Linked DNA regions of Mus musculus: region 2 is linked to region 1. The links are chromatin contacts, called in public HiChIP or PLAC-seq maps. All regions are on one chromosome and are shown on one strand. The core of a region is the stretch at or near the end of the contact, and the rest is flanking DNA. Distances in the headings are between cores, read along the strand shown.

Region 1 (2,700 bases), core at 6-2,505:
CACCTCCCTACCCAAGCAGCTTTATGTTCTTTTTCTTTTAAAAAATAAGACACACACAAAAAAGGAGGTAAAACAGACAGACAGACAGACAGACAGACACACACACACACACACCACAGACACAGACACAAAACCAAAACAACCCCCAACCACAATTTAAAAAAGAAAAAAGCAAAACAAAACCTCAAAACTTCACTGGTATATCAATCACACTTCAGGTCAGGCCCCATGCCCAAGAGTTGTTGGGCGACACAAAGGACCCCAGTGGCATTTTTGTGGACTTTTTGTTTTATTCTGCTTTATTTTGGCACATGACTCCTTTTCTATACATCTCTCAGTGTCTGCTTCCATCCACATTTCCTTGTCTCTGCCACAAAGACACTATTAAGCTTGCCCTAATGCACTGTGACCTCATGTTAACATCCGCACAAGCCCGTGGCCACAGAAGCCTGCATTCTCAAGTTCTAGACAGACGTGAATTCCTAAGCAGTGTATGTGTGTGTGTGTGTGTGTGTGTGTGTGTGTGTGTGTGTGTGTGTAGGGGGAAGCACACACTGCTTAGCCTAGTATACTGGTATTTCCCTGGTTGAGACTCTCACCAGCACTGGACAGCACAGAAAACTCTGTATTGAGCATCTGTGTTAAGGCTTTGCCCTCTCCAGTCCATTGCTTTCTGGAAAATAAATTCACCTGTAGCTCTGTCTCCCTGACTTCAAAATACTAATGTGTCTATATAGCTGACAGCAGCGGCTCTCAGTCTTAAGTGTGTAAAAGGGTCAAGAGGAGAGGGTCTCAACCTTCGAGTCACAACCCCCCAAGGAAGGGTTGAACAATCCTTTCAAGGGATTAGCAGATATCCTGCATGCCAGCTGTTTACATTACAATTCACAGCAGTAGCAAAATTACAGTTATGAAGTAGCAACAAAATATTTTATGGTTGGGGTCACCACAACGTGAGGAATTGTGTTAAATGTCACAGCATTAGGAAGGCTGGGAACCACTGGCCTACAGAGAAGCCTTTTAGAATCCAAACTTTCTGATTTATGGACGAAGGGAAAAGGTCAGGAATTTGCATTCTGACCAGTTCCAGAAGATTCTGTAGAAAAAAAGATTCAGACTGTATCATGGCATATAAGAATCCTTGGTCTGATCCAGTTTCTATTTTTAGTTGTATCATCCAGCGCTCCAGCCTCAGCCATGAAGCCTGAGTGCAGCCAGCAGGGCTCCTCCCCTTTCTCTCCCTCCTCTCACCTCTCACACAACAGGGATCGTGGTGAAGTGGTTTGGATTCGCAGCCTGTCTGGACAATTACTCAACTGCCTGTGTCTCTGCTTTGTCAGCCATAAAGTTGAGTAACCTTCCTTCTATAAGCCTGCTGTGAGCAGAATCCCTAACTGTGGTGGTCTGGGAGCTGAAATCCCTAACTGTGAAGGGCCTGGAGCTGAAATCCCTAACTGTGAAGGGCTCGGAGCTGAAATCCCTAACTGTGAAGGGCTCAGAGCTGAGTAAGCACACAGAAAACCCTGGGTCCATTAACTACCATCTCCTTGTCCGCCCTCCAGTCACCATTGCTGAATATTTTTATTTGTGCTAGCATAGTGCACAAGCTAATCCCACCATTTCCCTGCATATATGTGGGTTCCTTTTTATGTGGTTTAGGGAAATATTTGGCTTTTTTTTTTAAGTAAGTAGTTTGGTGTCTTAATTATGTTTTTGTTGTTGCTGTTGTTGTTGTTGAAAATACACTTTTTTCTCACATAATGTATCCTGATTACGGTTTCTCCTCCCTCTACTCCCGTCAGTTCCTCCCCACCTCTCTGCCCATCCAGATCCAACCATTTTTGTCTCTCAGTAGAAAACAAACAGGTTAATAAGGGAAAATAATGAAATATAATAAGATAAAACTATCACATAATAAAACAAAAAAATACAGACATAGAGACCCACTCTTATCCTCTCTCTATCATCCTCCCATAGGGTTCCCTAGCCCTGAGAGGAGGGATTTGATGGGGACATCCTGTTTAGGCTTAGAGTTCCAAGGTCTCTCACTCTCTGAGTATTGCCTGGCTATGGATCTCTGCATTTGTCCCCATCTGCTGCAGGAGGCTGAGCAAGACACTGATCTATGAGTATAGCAGGATGTCATTAGGAGTCATTCTTTATTTTTATGTTTATTGCTATATTCTTCAGTAGAACAGTAGTGTTTGGTTTTACTCTAGGTTCCTGGGCTACCTAGTCTCAGGTTCCTTGCCACCCAAACAGAGTCAGATATGGAATCTACCTCTTGGAGTGGGTTGAGTCAACTCAAAGCCTGGCTGGTTACTCTCTGAAGCTTTGTGTCACGATAGCATTAACATATCTTGTAGGCAGGACACCATTGTAGATCTAAGGGCCTATGGCTAGGTTGGTGTTTACGTTTCTTCATTGGTAGTTTGCAGAGTTGCTGTCCTGTAACAAAGATGCTAGCACATAGGGTTGAAAGCTCTATGTAGACACCACCTCTCTCTTCATGTTCAATGAGGAGTATAGGTGTTGTCTTCAGCAATGGGGCCATCCCATCAGTTTATGGATAGCAACCCATAGTCTGATGGTCTGGAGTGTTTAGGTTTTCCCATGGGACCTCTTTGGCCAACAACCTAACTAGATATAACCTATTTCCAGTAGTAGAAGCATCATTTGGTGGTGAGAGATGTCCAGTTG
Region 2 (2,700 bases), core at 30-2,529, 120 kb after region 1:
CAGAGCAGAACGCTCACAGAGAGAGAGAGAGGCTCAGTTCATAACAGGGCAGGAAACGGCCATGAACATGAGCAGCTCCAGCCCTGAGCTGCTCTGCTAGGAGTTCAGTGCCCGCAGATCTCCGCACTGGCTTTTTATCCTGCTTGCGTCCTTAGTTCAGCTAAGCAGTAATTGATCATGGTACCTTGTGTGTCTTGCCTGTGCCAGCTGCTCTGGCCCTGGTACTTAGGACCCAGTCCTTACTCGGAGGAAGGTTGCAGTCCATTGGAGAGCTGTGCTGGACAGGTGTATCTTGACAGGCTGGAAGGAAGCCTCTTTTGCCAGTGATTTGGTAAAAGATGCCTTGGCTCTCCCCAGAGGAGCAGGCCTGGTATAGTCTGAGCAGTGGAGGACTTCCTAGGGAGACAGGCTTAGCTTAGAAGAGTTAGTAGAGGGTATCCTAAGAGGAAATGACATTCTGGGTAGAGGAAGGGGTAGCCACCAAAACCTAGACATGACAGCCAGGTATGGGCAGGGAGACAGCCGGGAGCCAGGCAGCAGCAAATTGCACCCTATGTCCCTTAGGAAGCTGCAGAAGGACTTTGGTTAAGAGAGAATGAATGAAGCCGGGCGGTGGTGGCGCACGCCTTTGATCCCAGCACTGGGGAGGCAAAGGCAGGCGGATTTCTGAGTTCGAGGCCAGCCTGGTCTACAAAGTGAGTTCCAGGACAGCCAGGGCTACACAGAGAAACCCTGTCTCGAAAAACCATTTCTAAAAAAAAAAGAAAAAAGAAAAGAAAAGGATGAATGACCTGATTTTGTATGTTGGTAGTGGGTTCCCATTATTTCTGGTCCTTCTGTCTCTGATTATTGATATGTGTCTGTCTGTGTGTCTGTCTGTGTGTCTGTCTCTGTGTGTGTGTATGAAAGGGAGGGAGAGGAAGGGGGCGGGGAAAGGATGGAGGAGGGGGAAGAAAGAGCTGAAATTCCTCATCAGACAAGCATCTCATCCTAGGGAAGGGCGGTGTGATTGTGACTGTGTTGGAGAAATCTGAGAAAGAGAAACTTCCATCCATGTATTGAAATGCTGCCTGACGCAAACAGCACAAACAAGAAGCTGGGATACAGAAAGTATGTGGGTGAATGGACCAGAAAGGCTTGATTCAGTCCAGCCCAGGGGTCTTGTCATGAGCTGATTCTTCCATGCTAGGATTGAGCTGTCTCTGCAGTCATTAAGGGCTACCATAGAGCAAAAAGATCTTGAACTGTGTTAGGGTGTTTCATTTGGACTGACATTCTTTTGTCTCCGCCCCTCCCCCTGGGGGGTGGGGTGGGGGAGGAGATTTAGAGCTTGTTGAATCCACCCTGTGTCAGGTCTTTGGCACTTTGGTTTCATTAGAAACTGCCTTTCTCCTGTGAAGAGTGTGGTGGAGGGAAGGTCCCACCCATGTTCCCTGTACCTGCTCCTTTGGCCTATGTTATAAGTGACAAATCCTGGCAATGGCAGTGGCCCAGCTGCCTTTGTATGGGTGCAGACACACTGTCAGCAAAAGGTGGGAAAAGCCATATGGAAGAATCTTTCCAAGAGACTCAGCCCCTCCTCCTGGTTGGGGTTTGTTGCTCATTCATGCCTCCAGGCCCTAAACTAAAAAGCCCAGCATAGCTTCTTTGTGAAAAGAGCCCTTTAAGTGCATTCCATTGGCATCTGAGAGCTGTGGGGATCTGGCTTCAATATCAGGACATGGCTGATAGAGACTGTGTCCCTGTGCTCCCTGACCAACTTCATAGCTTAGAGTCCAGCCAAAGACTTCTTTTTGTTGGAGAAACCAGAGGGGGATCAGGGGCAGGGTTGGGACTCTCAGAAACTGCCTGTAGATTCAGCACTTGCTGGATTGCAAAGTTGGCGTGTGTGTGTGTGTGTGTGTGTGTGTGTGTGTGTGTGTGTGTGTGCGCGCGCGCGTGCATGCAGGAAAAGAACATCAGCCTAGAACTTTCAGCAGAAGTTCTAAGAACTAAGACTAACGTTAGAACAGTGGACGGGCTTCTCTGCCATGGCTTGGGTACGGGGTCACCAGGACAGGCATGGCAGAGCCTCGGGCCCTGCCACTAGGGTTAAACACATGGCTGAGGATGACCCAGTACCTTTTAACTGAGAGGAAAGAAATGTGTCATAGGGTTGGATGCCACAGTGGCATCTCAGTCATCAACTGTCGTAGCCCCAGGAGCTATTGTTCCTCTCTGGCTCTGGTCACAAGAATGTGCCGACTTACTGTCTAGCTCATGAAACCTATAATCAGTATGTTAATTTTTGTGACTAAGAACTTCTTTTCTGGTTTCTACTACAGATACATGTATTTTATAATGATGGTTTTACGTAAAGGAATGACTATTCCGAATCCTGGCTTCTCGTTAAGGGACTGGAGGAGCCATCTGCAAGCTCCTACCCTGAGCTCATGGGTCCCTTCCAGCCCCACTTACCCATTGCATCGAGACCTAGAGTGCACTGGGAACAAAGAGGGTTGGAGTCTCACCTAGAAGGAGCGCCTATATGGACACTGGGACATGGCTACACCACCATTTCTCTCTGTACCTATGGTAGATATGAAGAAAGGAAGAGGGAAGGAGGATACCCCAACACAGCTTATTGTGACATCCTAGAGGCCTTTAATGCCAGCCCCAGCCAGAGACCTTCCCAGAAGAGGAAATTGTAGGAGCACACAT

What was found. HiChIP or PLAC-seq counts read pairs in DNA pulled down with a chosen protein or histone mark.
Region 2: a contact with region 1 is called in a CTCF HiChIP or PLAC-seq map of the NIH/3T3 cell line, with 9 read pairs. The contact joins two enhancer-like sites. A contact is called at or near these places in 2 of 39 promoter capture datasets (both in embryonic stem cells), 1 of 15 datasets of contacts at CTCF or cohesin (the NIH/3T3 cell line), 2 of 484 Hi-C or Micro-C datasets (embryonic stem cells and liver), 4 of 115 datasets of contacts at active chromatin or transcription factors (embryonic basal ganglia, embryonic stem cells and pancreatic cancer cells) and 3 of 9 other capture datasets (adipose tissue, embryonic stem cells and liver).

What each region holds. Positions count from the first base shown.
Region 1 is chr3:122,364,271-122,366,970 of GRCm38.p6, forward strand. No RefSeq gene overlaps it. Among named protein-coding and RNA genes, the nearest start is that of Gm4610, 26 kb to the right of the region's middle. Within about 2 kb of position 1,256, at least 103 of the 459 cell types and tissues checked have an H3K27ac peak or open chromatin away from gene starts, as enhancers often do. A contact at or near this core is called in the NIH/3T3 cell line, where this site is marked.
Region 2 is chr3:122,486,937-122,489,636 of GRCm38.p6, forward strand. The region is part of intron 3 of Bcar3 (breast cancer anti-estrogen resistance 3); the gene reads left to right. Among named protein-coding and RNA genes, the nearest start is that of Gm34349, 8.1 kb to the left of the region's middle. Within about 2 kb of position 1,280, at least 37 of the 459 cell types and tissues checked have an H3K27ac peak or open chromatin away from gene starts, as enhancers often do. A contact at or near this core is called in the NIH/3T3 cell line, where this site is marked.